2 separate regions of the Sus scrofa genome follow, and region 2 is linked to region 1. Evidence: chromatin contacts called from public Hi-C data. All regions are on one chromosome and are shown on one strand. The core of a region is the stretch at or near the end of the contact, and the rest is flanking DNA. Distances in the headings are between cores, read along the strand shown. Region 1 overlaps MAGI1 (membrane-associated guanylate kinase, WW and PDZ domain-containing protein 1). Region 2 holds the start of MAGI1 (membrane-associated guanylate kinase, WW and PDZ domain-containing protein 1).

Region 1 (6,104 bases), core at 1,282-3,781:
AGCGTTGTCTTTCTAGATGAATGCAATTAACGTCATATGCTTCTTTCTTGGAGTGGTTGGCGTTCAGAGCCTTTTTCCTTTACAGAGTGGCAGCCTACTAAGAGTGTTTCTGTGTTGGGATGTCAGTGGAAGGGAGGTTTATCTGGCCTGGGATCCAGCACAGCACAGAAACAATCCTGCGTTTGTTCACAGGAGGGAAGAATGTGGGCCCTTGTACACCTGCCTCCCAGGATACACCTGTAGGGCTGGTTTTGCTGACCGTAGTTCTCGGCTGAGCGCTTGACAGAGGTGGAGTCTCCCTGACCCTGGCGACAGGGTGTCAGCAGTGACTGTGGTTTTGGTCATCCTCCTGCTGGTGCAGTCCTGCGAGTGTGTGTAATGTCTCTTGAGCTGGTGTGATGAAGTTGAAAGTTGGCTTATCACACGCCTAGATTCTCCTGGCCCATATAGATATGAGTGGAAGAAATGCCAGGCACAGCACTCTCTGCCCGAAGATACTGAGGAGCTTATTTTTTGTCACAGACAAAGAAAGGCATTTGGTTTTATTTTGAACCCTGTTTGTGAATAGGCTTGAAGTTATCAAGCTGGCCTTTCTTACCTCATCTAGTTTTACTTTTCCAGGGAGTGATTTAGAAATGAGAAGGTGGTAAAACCAAATCAAACTTTAGCTCACTTGTAATGAATAGAGCCTTAAGGTTCCTTTGTTTGGTATAGTCCTCACCTTGAAAATACAATAGGCAGCTGTGCTCTTTTGGAAGCCCAGCTGTGTGACCTTGGGAAAGTTACTTAACCTCTCTCTGCACCTCAGTTTTCTCTTTCGTCATAAGGGGATAATACTAATAGTATTCTAGTCATAGGGCTGTGTTAAGGATTAAGGAGTTAACACTTGGAGTCCATAGAATAATGCCTCACAGATAATAAGTATTGTAGAAGCACCCATAAATGAAAATAAACTGGGAGATGCTTTGTGCAATTACATTAAGTGCCACCGAAATTTATGTGGTCTTACTGGTTGCTGAGTGTTTTGACACATAGAAATTAATCATGAGATTGAAAGAATTGTTTTCTGGTACTACGTAGTTAAGATTTTTTTCCCCCCCTTTTAAATATACATTCCTTACCACTCTTCCTGTTCCCTTTGGAGAGCAAAAGTATCGGAAAAAAACAAGTGCATGCGCTTCCTTGTAATATTGGTTTGGTTGTGGTCAAAAACAGGAATTGTGAGTCATGAGCTCCACATGAACAGGAATGAGCCAAGGTAAAATGACATCCTTAGGGTAGGGATCCTCTTTGACAAACAGACTCAGGAATTCGCCATGTTTTAAACAGCTCCCTTAACCTAGAGTCCCTGGATCCCCAGGGGAGTCAGAGGGGGGAAATCAGGGTACATTTTGGCAAGGTAAAAATTAAATCTACATTTTCCCTCACCCCGGACTGAACTTGAGCATTTCCTTCAATTATGAATGTAGGCAACAAACCAGAGCAGCATAAACAATGCCCAAGACTTTGCCATCAGTAGAAATCACGGATATTTTAATATGGCGTGACAGTTCCATTCATGCTTATCTCTAGTTAGAAATTACACTAGTTAGTAGACTCATCACTATTTATTTATGATTTTCAATGCCTTAAAAAAAGTTATAAAATTATTTTGGAAGTATTTAGGCCAACTGTATTTCACTATAATTGATTTCGTTTATATTCTTACACGTTTTATTTTATTCTTTCATAAACATCATTCCAAGAAGGGCCTATGGGTTTCATCCAGCTACCAAAGTCCAGGCACAAAAAAGTTTAAGAGGGAATTTTAAAGTTGAAAGTTTAAGCTGATTTGAATTTGAAGAGTGGTGCTAATATGAATATAATGTGAATCATAGGCAATTAACATTTTTCTAATAGCTATTTAAAAGAATAAAATGAAGTAGGGTTAATTGATATTAATAATGCGGTTTATTCTTGCATAAATAAAATTAATTTTAATTGATAAATTAATTACATTTAATTGAGTTAATTTTAATGATATTCAGTTCAACTGAATCTATTCAGGATATTATTATTTCAACAGGTAGTCAATATGAGGTTACTAATGAGATATTTTACCTTTTTCCCTATACTTAATCTTTGAAATCAGGTATCTTTTACACTTAAAGCGCATCTCAATTTGGACAGTATGATTCCCTTAGCAATACTTGATGTGTATATACATGTACCAGAGCTTAGTTGAAAAAGTAGATTCAGATGGTTTTAAATACAATGAAAACTTTTCCATTAGCTGCATTGTCATTTTAATTTAAATCACTGAAGATGAAATAAAATTTAAGATACAGTACCGTAGCCACACTGGCCACCTTACAAGTACTCAGACCTGTCTGTGGCCTGTGGTCACGGTGTTGTTTAGCTCAGCGCTGGTGCCTGGACACAGCCCTTCACAAGGAGAAGCAGGAATAGGGCGCTGGGGAGATTTCCTTAGGATGACCGGCACTGTTCTGTTACTTTGTTTAGTGAACCAAGTGCTTGTTTTGGTCCTGTCCTCAAAGTCTCCCCAGCTCTCTGCCTGTTCCCAGTAGACCCTCACCCTGCCTGTCCCCTAATAGACCCATAGAGAAGATCGAACTTTGGCTGGAGGTTTCTGTGATGCTAGGCAGGCATTTTCATTTAAATGGTGGCTTTTGCAGATGAGTGGGGGGTGCATTTTAAAATTTCCATTCCATTCTGTTGAAGAGGGATTTACAAATTCTTGGAGAGGAAATAGTCTAATTTTTTTTCCTTAACCCCTTGGCATAATAACAGCATTTAATTTACATATGAATTTATAGTACTTGTATCCCCCCCATGCATATAGTGTTTTGCAGGGTTCCATTTAATAATTAATTTTTACCTTAGTCCTTACTTTCTGGATCCAAAGCCTGTCACTGATCATCATTCACCAGCTATCAGTGGGGGGTATGTGTGTAAGTATGTATGTGTGTGTGTCTGTGTACGTGTTGAGGTGTAGCATATAATAAAGTTTCAGGTGTACAACATAGTGATTCACAATTTCTAAAGATTTTACTCCATTTATAGTTGTTATAAAATATTGGCTATATTCCTTGTGTTGTTCAATATATCCTTGTAGCTAATCTATTTTATACATAATAGTTTGTACCTCTTAACTCCCTACCCCTATACTGTTCCTACCCCATTCCCTCAAACCCCCACCCCCACCGCACTGGTCTCCACGTTTGTTCTCTTATATCTGTAGTCTGTTTCTTTTTTTGTTATATTCACCAGTTTGTTTTATTTTTCAGCTTCCAGAGGAAAGTGATAATATACAATCTTTGTCTTTGACTTATTTCACTAAGTGTGCTACCCTCCTTCCTGGTCCATCCATGTTGTTGCAAACGGCTACGAAGTAGGCATGCCTGGTGTTTCCAGTCTTTTGGGGACTGAGTGGAAATGCTCATCCACAGGGAGGTCCTTTACCAGGAAGGTTCAGTGAGGCTCCACGCTTCCCACCACAGACCAAAATCGCCAGATGTCTTTTTCTTTTCAGGAGCGGGTCTCTGAAGTTAAGCTGGGTGATTCAGCCAGCGCTAAGCTCTCCGCTTGGGCGGTCTAGCTTTACTTTCATATCCTAACGTGTGTGTCTAATTTTTGATCCTGGATGTGGCTTTTTCATTTCTTTTGCTTAAAACTGACAAGCTGTGAAAACATTATGAACCAATAGAGTTACTAGCCCGATCCAGTTCACTATTTCCTAGATAAAAATGTTTAAACATTTAGGGTTTAGGTGGATGGTGGCGGGGGCAGTTGGATACTGTGGATAAGTGAATTCTGCCCAAGAGGGACTCCTGGGTATGTTTGGCTCTTTGGAGAGAATGGTGAACTCTTTGGGACCTTAGAAACTTAGAAGCCTGTCTCACACCGCAGCTGAACCCTAGCCCTATATGTTCAGTATTATACTGTACTAGGGCTTTTGAAAGAGAATAAAAGGTACATTTACTGCTCTTGGGGCATCCTTAGGCTTGGTAAAATGAAGCTGTAAATTTCGACAAGTCTAAATGATAATTGAGGCAGAAAGAAGGTACTATTTTATTTAATTCTACACCTAACAGAAACCTAACCATTTCCAGCCAAGCAGTAGAAATAACAACAGAAACAGCAGTTGGCATTAATTGATTCATTCAACAAATGTTTAGTGGCTGCTTCCTATGTGTCAAGCACTGTTCTAGAATATAATGACCCACGCAGTGGACGCACAGTTTGCTCGGGTGTATCATGTAGGCATTGGGAATGCATCGGATACGACCCAGGCCCACTTTCATTTTAATGAGTTGAGCAGATAAAAATTTATCACTGCATGTCATCGTGGCTGCCTTGGAAGTGTGCTCAGTGACAAATGCTTTGAAGAATACGGAGCGATAAGTCTGGTGAGGACACCTGAAAAGAAGTGACATTTGCCTTCTTTGCATATCTTTTTTTTTCTGTGCGTCCTTCTGCTCTTGTCATCTTCTTAGGTGGGTTATTGGGTAGTTAAGGAGACTGTGGTTGAGTCAAGTCAGTCCTTTTGCTTTGGGACGTAAAATTCAGCTGCCTGGTTCATGGATAGTGTATGGGCAGCAGCATCTTCATGCCTCGTAGTTTGTTTCTTAAATGATGGCTAAGAGAGTTAATGATGCTAAAATCAAAACAGAGTTTAAATTGTGAAAGCAATTTCAAGCAGTTTAAATTTTATGTCATTTCAGTAGTTGCCTACTTCCTAGGCCTCTATGGCTTTTGAAATCCGTGAGTTGAAGATAAATGTCTTCGCTTGTGACATAATGATTTGTTTCACAAATTTTTTGAATCAGCCAAGCCTGTTTGAGTTGTGTCCTTATAAAAGAAAGACTTCCAAAATTCAAACAGGGGTTTTGGTTTTTTTTTTTTTTGAGTCAGCCCTTACTGAACTTTCCAAGAATTTCCAGGCCCTTGGGTTTAACACAAACTGTAGTTTAATGAGCTCGCCAGGTACTTTCAATCCCATTTCAAGGTTTACCATAGCTCTACTTGAGCAGTTTGGACATTATTATAGTAAAAGGGCAAATGTAGTGGGCATTTTATTCAGGCTGTTGCAGTAGAGAAAACTTTCATTAATGAGCAAAGTCACAAGGTAGAGAGAGAAACTCTGATAAAACAGGAGAATCATTTGAGAAGGTCCAGTTGGGTCTTAGCTCAGAATATTCCAAGGCTGAGTGGCCCTTTGCTGTTAGCCCTTTCTTGGAATACAAAAGGGTCACCAAAAAGAGGAGGCATGTCTTGAACTGGACTCCTTGCCTTGGCCTTGAAGTTCAACACTGTCAGAGTATACAGGACAAAAAGGTACTGCTGATTCCAGCTTTCACTTAAAAGCTTCAGTAGGTAATCAGAGAAGTGTCACTTATAATTAGTGACATTTGATCATAACAGTTTCGTGGTAGCTTGCCTCATTGTGCTCATTTGATGGTTTTAAGATAAAAGTACAGGATTTTTTAATCCTTACCATTTTTCTGAAGCTGAAATCTAGAGCAATGCTGTTGTTTATTCTTTCCTCTTCTTAGGTTAATCATATGATTTTTCTAGGAGTGGAGACTAGTTATACCTTGCAGGTCTGTTTGGGGTTTTACAAATTTGAATCCCAGCCTCCGTATGGATACAACCATAAATATAAAGGGACAGAGGCCTACTCTCTTAGCATTTTGTTGGTCTGCTTTCAGGAACTGTTTGCTATGGTTTATAGATCTTATTCTCTTGTAACATTGGGATTCTGTTTCCTTTAGGGACTGCAGGAAGCACAAGCTGGGGAATGATTTTACATAACAATCAGGAGAAAATGTTACTTATTTATAAGTTACTCAGGGCCTGAAGGCCTTAGGGTACAACACATAATGCAATATAGAAAACAAACCAATTTTCCTTGACATTTAGCTGTAAATTGAAATTAATTCAAATAAAATACCTGCGATGAAACACTTCAGCAGTGGAATTGTGCGAACTCCTCGGCTTTCTGGTTTTGTCATTTTAGATTTAACTTCCAAAGTGTGTCCTATCAACTTATTAGCTGGATCAAATCCCCCAGCCAGCCACATTTCCCTGTACTTTCTTTGTAG
Region 2 (5,275 bases), core at 1,288-3,787, 93 kb before region 1:
AGGTACCCCTTCTTTTGTGGGTGATGGGGGTGGATGGTGGGCATGTGTTATTCCAATCTAAAATCTGAAGTGGGCTAAATTGCAAGTCCTTTCCTCTTCTCATCCTCAGGGACATGTGGAATCCAGGAGAGGGAAGATGGTGCTGCTGCCAGTGGGAGGAATTGTAAACCATGTGGTTTGCCCATCCTTTGGACTCTTCCATGTAAAATTGAGGTAGGAGGTAGGGGACCACTGATTGGAGGCAGGTGGGGAAATTCCTGGCAAGCAATCTGACTCCTAGAACATGGAGTGGGGAACATACAAGGTCAAGCTTGCTAGTGACTTATAGGGGAATCTGTGGTTTCACTCTAAGGCAGTATGCAAAAATGTGCATTTTTAGGGGGAGGATTAATTCACCAGACACTTGAGCATTAACCAGGGACCAGGTAGTGTTCTAGGAACTGGGAATACATCAGTAAACCGAACTGACAAAACGTATGTGCTGCCCTCCTGGAGCTTACACTCTGCAGAAAGAAGCAGACCACAGATTTCTTCTCCTAAAAGGCTCTGTGATTTATAAGCAAAAAAGAAAAAAAAAAAAAAAAAAGAAAGAAAGAAAGAAAAAAAAAAAAAAAAAAAAAGCAGCTCAGGAATCAAGAAGCTATAACTATGGTCCTCCATATTGTGTAACAGCACCACTTAAGGGGAACCTGAAAAGTCCCCATGATAGAGTCCATCCCTGAGATTCTGACTGGCTGGATCTGTGTTTGGAAATGGATCTTTTGAAGCTCTCACTCATTTTGATCCAGTTCAAATAGATTGCTTCCAAGAAAAGAGGCTGAAGATGAAATTTTCTTCACCAAGAAGAGCCATGGAAAATTGGTCACTTCCTTCTTTTACAAATACTACAAAGCAACGGGATTTTTCATTTCTGGATATCCCAAGAGAGAAGCATCAACATTCCTCTCTTATTTTTATTAGCTGAGAATAGCACCCTACAATCAGAGCTTTAAAGTGTTTCCATGTATGCCTGTATATTTTAAGTTTCGTAAAGGCGAGGAGGGATTATTGGTATCATCTAATTTGAAATCCCAAATGATTCCTAATTTTCTTTCCAAATACTATACTACTACTACACCAAATTTTTATCGTATGCAAGCTCTTCTCCCTCATAATACACCCAAGAACCTAGTGAGGTATTGCTATATGTACTTAATAAGGGAGAAACTAAGGCACTGAGGGGTCCCCGTGCTTGATCAAGGTCACAGAGACTGGACTGGTGGGGATCTAAACCCCAGAGAAAGGCTCTCAACCGTGACCGCTGTGGCACTCCCTCCTTTCTGAGTCCCTTACACTCCCCTTCCTTATTTAGCACTTGCAATCTTTCCTGGGACCAAAGATGAATAAACAAGTTATAAATCACAGAAGAAAAGAAAATGCTTGGGAGACTATCGCTCAGGCCGATTGGGGAGTATTTAGGGAGGGCAGCCTTGATGGTGCAGGCTATTCTTTCAGTCCGCAGCCCTGAAGCACATTCCCAAACCTGGCAGGAACTGAAGCTGGCTCACCCCCACGCCCCCGGGCGGCGCCGAAGGCAGCCCCAAGCCCGGGGCTGAGAATTCCAATAGGTGTCTGCCGCGCCCCCGCTCCCGCGGGCTCCAGGACGCGGGTGCAGATCCCAGATCTGGGGGTGATTCTTATCTCCTAGCCCCGGGCGGGTCCGAAGGCTGCCCAGCTCAGTCGGGAATTTGATCCTGGGACCAATGCCTGGCTCCAGAAATCTCTGCCCACAAGGGAGTTAAAAAGTTAGACCTCTTTTCACTTGAAGACCCGAATCCCCTCTTGCCTTTGGCTTCTTTCCCTGGTCTAGTTTTCCCACGTCCAAAAAAGTTGGTCTCAAAGTTTGAGTGCGTGTGTGTGGTGTGTGTGTGTGTGTGAGCGTGTGACGCTCATAGGGATCCCAGTTGGGGAATCCAAGAGTCCCCTTCCCCAGGGTCGCAGAGACAGGGGCAAGTCTAGTTCCACGACCCAAACCCAAGGGCGCAGTGCAGGCGGGGAGAAGGGGGGGGGCCGACGCACGCCTTTGGGTTTGGTTCAGGGTTTTAGATTGAAATGTGGCGGGGGTCGGGGTGGGGGTTGCAAGGCAGGCGCCCGGGGCTGGGTGACCAACAGCGTGGCCAGCCACTGGCTGAAGGCGGTGGTGAGGCTTAGGCCGTCGTGAGCGCGTGCTTGTGTGCGTGAGTGTGAGCGCGAGTGGTGAGCCTACCCAACCCCCACCTGTTTTAAATGATTTTAAAATGCCAAAACCAAACTGGCCTATGTTTTCAAAAGTTTCAAACAGTTGGAGTAATACACGTGCGCTTCCCCCAAACTCCCGAAAGAAATTGCTGAGCCCAGGGAACTGAAAGAAAAGGAGGAATCAGAGGTGTGTGGTAAGGAGGGTAAATTGCTTGCTCCTGGCGGATCGGTTTTAGGACCCAACGGGAAGCACTTTGGAATCTCTCCCTTCGGGAAGGCGGGGTGGGGCGGGCCGGCTGGCTGGAGGCCGCGGTGCGCATGCGCGCGCGTCTCCTTTCGCCGGCCGCTGCGCTCGGCGGCGCGGAATAGAATGAACTGTAACAAAACAAGCAGAGCCTTTGTATCTGCTTAAAGGGGCCGCTGGCACTTCCCCCCTGTCCCCCAACCCCCGCTTCGCTACCGCGTCTCCTGGGCTCCCAGCAACTGGCTGGAAGGGCTTCCCTCACGCTCAGGAACAACCCGCCAACGAGAAAAGGCGAGCCAGGCGGGCGGCAAAGAGGAGACACCGCATTTCTAAGAGGCGAGAAAGAAAGGAAGGAAGGAAAAAAAATAACCCAAGCGGCGCAGAGTGGACTCTGGTCCGGGAGAGCACGGTCAGGCGCCGGAACGTGGACGGAGAAGCACCGGAATGCAAACAAAGCTCGCGGGCGCCTGTGCAGGGCTCGCGGGGAAGCCCAGAAAGTTTGTTTTATGATGGCTTGAGTGCGCGAGTGTGTGCGGCGAGCGAGGCTGCCAAGTTTCTCTCTCCCGTTGCGTTTTTTGGGGGGAGATGTCTCTCCCATGAACCAGCGAGGGCCTGGGGGGGGGGCTTGTGCTGCGGAGGGACACCTGTCTCTCACTTATTATTTTTTTTGTGGGGGGGAAGAGGGGTGTAACTCATCATGTCAAAAGTGATCCAGAAGAAGAATCACTGGACTAGCAAGGTTCACGAATGCACCGTGAAGCGGGGACCCCAGGGCGAGCTGGGGGTGACCGTGCTGGGGGGCGCGGAGAATGGAGAGTTTCCTTATGTCGGAGCGGTGGCGGCGGCCGAGGCGTCGGGGCTTCCTGGCGGCGGCGAGGGCCCGCGGCTGGGCGAGGGGGAGCTGCTTCTGGAGGTCCAGGGGATCCGGGTGTCCGGCTTGCCCCGCTATGACGTACTGGGAGTCATCGACAGCTTCAAGGAGGCGGTCACCTTCAAAGCCGTCAGACAAGGTAAGACGGGACGCGCCTCCGGAAGGCGCCCCCAGAAAAGGGGAGCGGCCTGTGGAGACTCCCTCCCCCCATCCCCAATTTCCCGCTTTTCTCCGGCAAACCCGGCTTAGAGGGGAAGTTGAGGCCAAGCGCCTTGAGTTGGTGAAATACACAAAGTTGTTGAGAGATTGTAGGTTGTTTGCCCACCTGAGTAGGGAAGAGGGGCTTAGGTTTGCGCGGGGAAGCGCGGAGATTTTTTTCGCAGGTCGGGTTTGCCAACCTGTTATCTCAGCCACCAAGTGCGGCGCAGCTTCTCCCGCATCTGGAGGAGAGTTGGGGAACTGAAGCCGGGGCTAGGGGACGTTCTTCTGGCTCCCTGGGGGGTCGTTACCGCTGGCGCAGCTGCTGCGTTCTTTGGCCGCTTGTCTGTTTCCACCTGGAGAATGGGTACGAAGGAGGGAAGGGTCTTTGCTTATTGGACGTCCCCCATCAGAAAATAACCTTCACCCCGCAGCAGCCCAGGTGGGTTGAGGCATCACTGCCTAGGTCCCAAAGCCCGCTGCCGGAAGATCCTGCATTCACTCCACAGCTGGATGACGCATGTGTCTCCTCCGTGCTGCCGGGCCGCAGGCTTGTGGGTGGCGGTGGGGGAAGAGAGTGGAGGGGGTATTTCAGCGCCAGTCAAGCCCAAGTTTATACTGCCACCAACATCATCCCTGTGATGATGTTGATAGTTGCTCTTTCGTTCCAGTCTCTTTGTACAGTGCTTTCCTTGCACTGCCTTATTCTGATTCACAACAATTCTGAGAGCGAGTTGTTCTCATAAACCCCATATTATAAGGAAGCTGGGGCTGGAGTTGGTTCAGTTACTTGCCCAAGGTCACAAAGGAGTGAGGGTTTGAGCCCTTGCTGCAGAGCTTTAAGCCCTGATGAGGAAGAGGTTGGGGGATGACCCAGGGAATGTGTTTGAGAGGAGGGAGGAGGAGCAAATTCATCTCTCTCGGAAGCCTGGAGAGGAGTGATGACCTTTCTGATGGCTGCTGGTGGTGGGAGTCCCTTACGACTTAGCTTGGTGCAGGCTAGGGACTGTCTGATATAATCCGGTGCAGAAGGACTGGATTCCCTTAAAGGGGTCCCTTTTACCGATGATGCAGCTTCTCCCCCATGAAAGCACCAGAGTGAGCCTTGGTGAAAAGTTCCCATATGTGCCTGTAGGCCTGGAAGGGCAAGCAGCAGCTGGAGGAATGTGTCAGAGGAAAGGAGGGCTGGGCTGAGCTGATCCTATCTTGGAAGCAGGCCTGTTCCAGGTGAAATGGAGCAAGGGAACTAAGAGAAGAGTTGGTAGCTTTGGGAGCTGAGTGACTGAGCGGTCTGGAAAGCTCTTTCTATTTATGTCCTCATCTTCTACTTGGACACCTCCAAGAAGCCCTCCAGCATCCTGCCAGGACGAATAAATCCTTCTTCCTCTGAACTCCCCTAAAGGTGTATCTTGTGGTTTTTTACTTACTCTGAATTATGAGTTAGGGCCCTCCCCTTATTTCCGTACACTGTGGTAAGCTCTTTGAAGGGAGAGACTGTACTTCCTTCATTCTACATCTCCCCAGCTTTGCCTGAGGTCCAACACCTTACCTCACCTGAGAACGTGTAAACTGTTCTCATCTGTAAACTGAGAACGTGTAAACTGTTCTCATCTGTAAACTGGCTTTCTTGTATTAGGTAAACTACTAAGTGCAAAACAGTGCCTGGCACACAGCAAGTGATCAATAAAGATGGGCTATTATTACGTTTAAACTGAATTGGGGCAGTTATTTATTTCTGAATCTAG

The links. Hi-C and Micro-C count contacts between places; a contact is called where the count stands out from the background.
Region 2: a contact with region 1 is called in a Hi-C map of epiblast stem cells, with 1.7 times the contacts expected there. The contact joins the promoter of MAGI1 here to the enhancer-like site in region 1. A contact is called at or near these places in 1 of 5 promoter capture datasets (liver), 11 of 47 Hi-C or Micro-C datasets (embryonic fibroblasts, epiblast stem cells, fibroblasts and 4 more) and 1 of 2 datasets of contacts at active chromatin or transcription factors (skeletal muscle).

The regions. Positions count from the first base shown.
Region 1 is chr13:47,471,403-47,477,506 of Sscrofa11.1, reverse strand. The region is part of intron 1 of MAGI1 (membrane-associated guanylate kinase, WW and PDZ domain-containing protein 1); the gene reads left to right. Among named protein-coding and RNA genes, the nearest start is that of MAGI1, 94 kb to the left of the region's middle. Within about 2 kb of position 2,531, at least 4 of the 83 cell types and tissues checked have an H3K27ac peak or open chromatin away from gene starts, as enhancers often do. A contact at or near this core is called in epiblast stem cells, where this site is marked.
Region 2 is chr13:47,565,402-47,570,676 of Sscrofa11.1, reverse strand. MAGI1 (membrane-associated guanylate kinase, WW and PDZ domain-containing protein 1) reads left to right here and starts at 2,537. Exons shown (of 22, transcript XM_021070801.1): 1 at 2,537-3,471. The coding sequence starts at 3,159.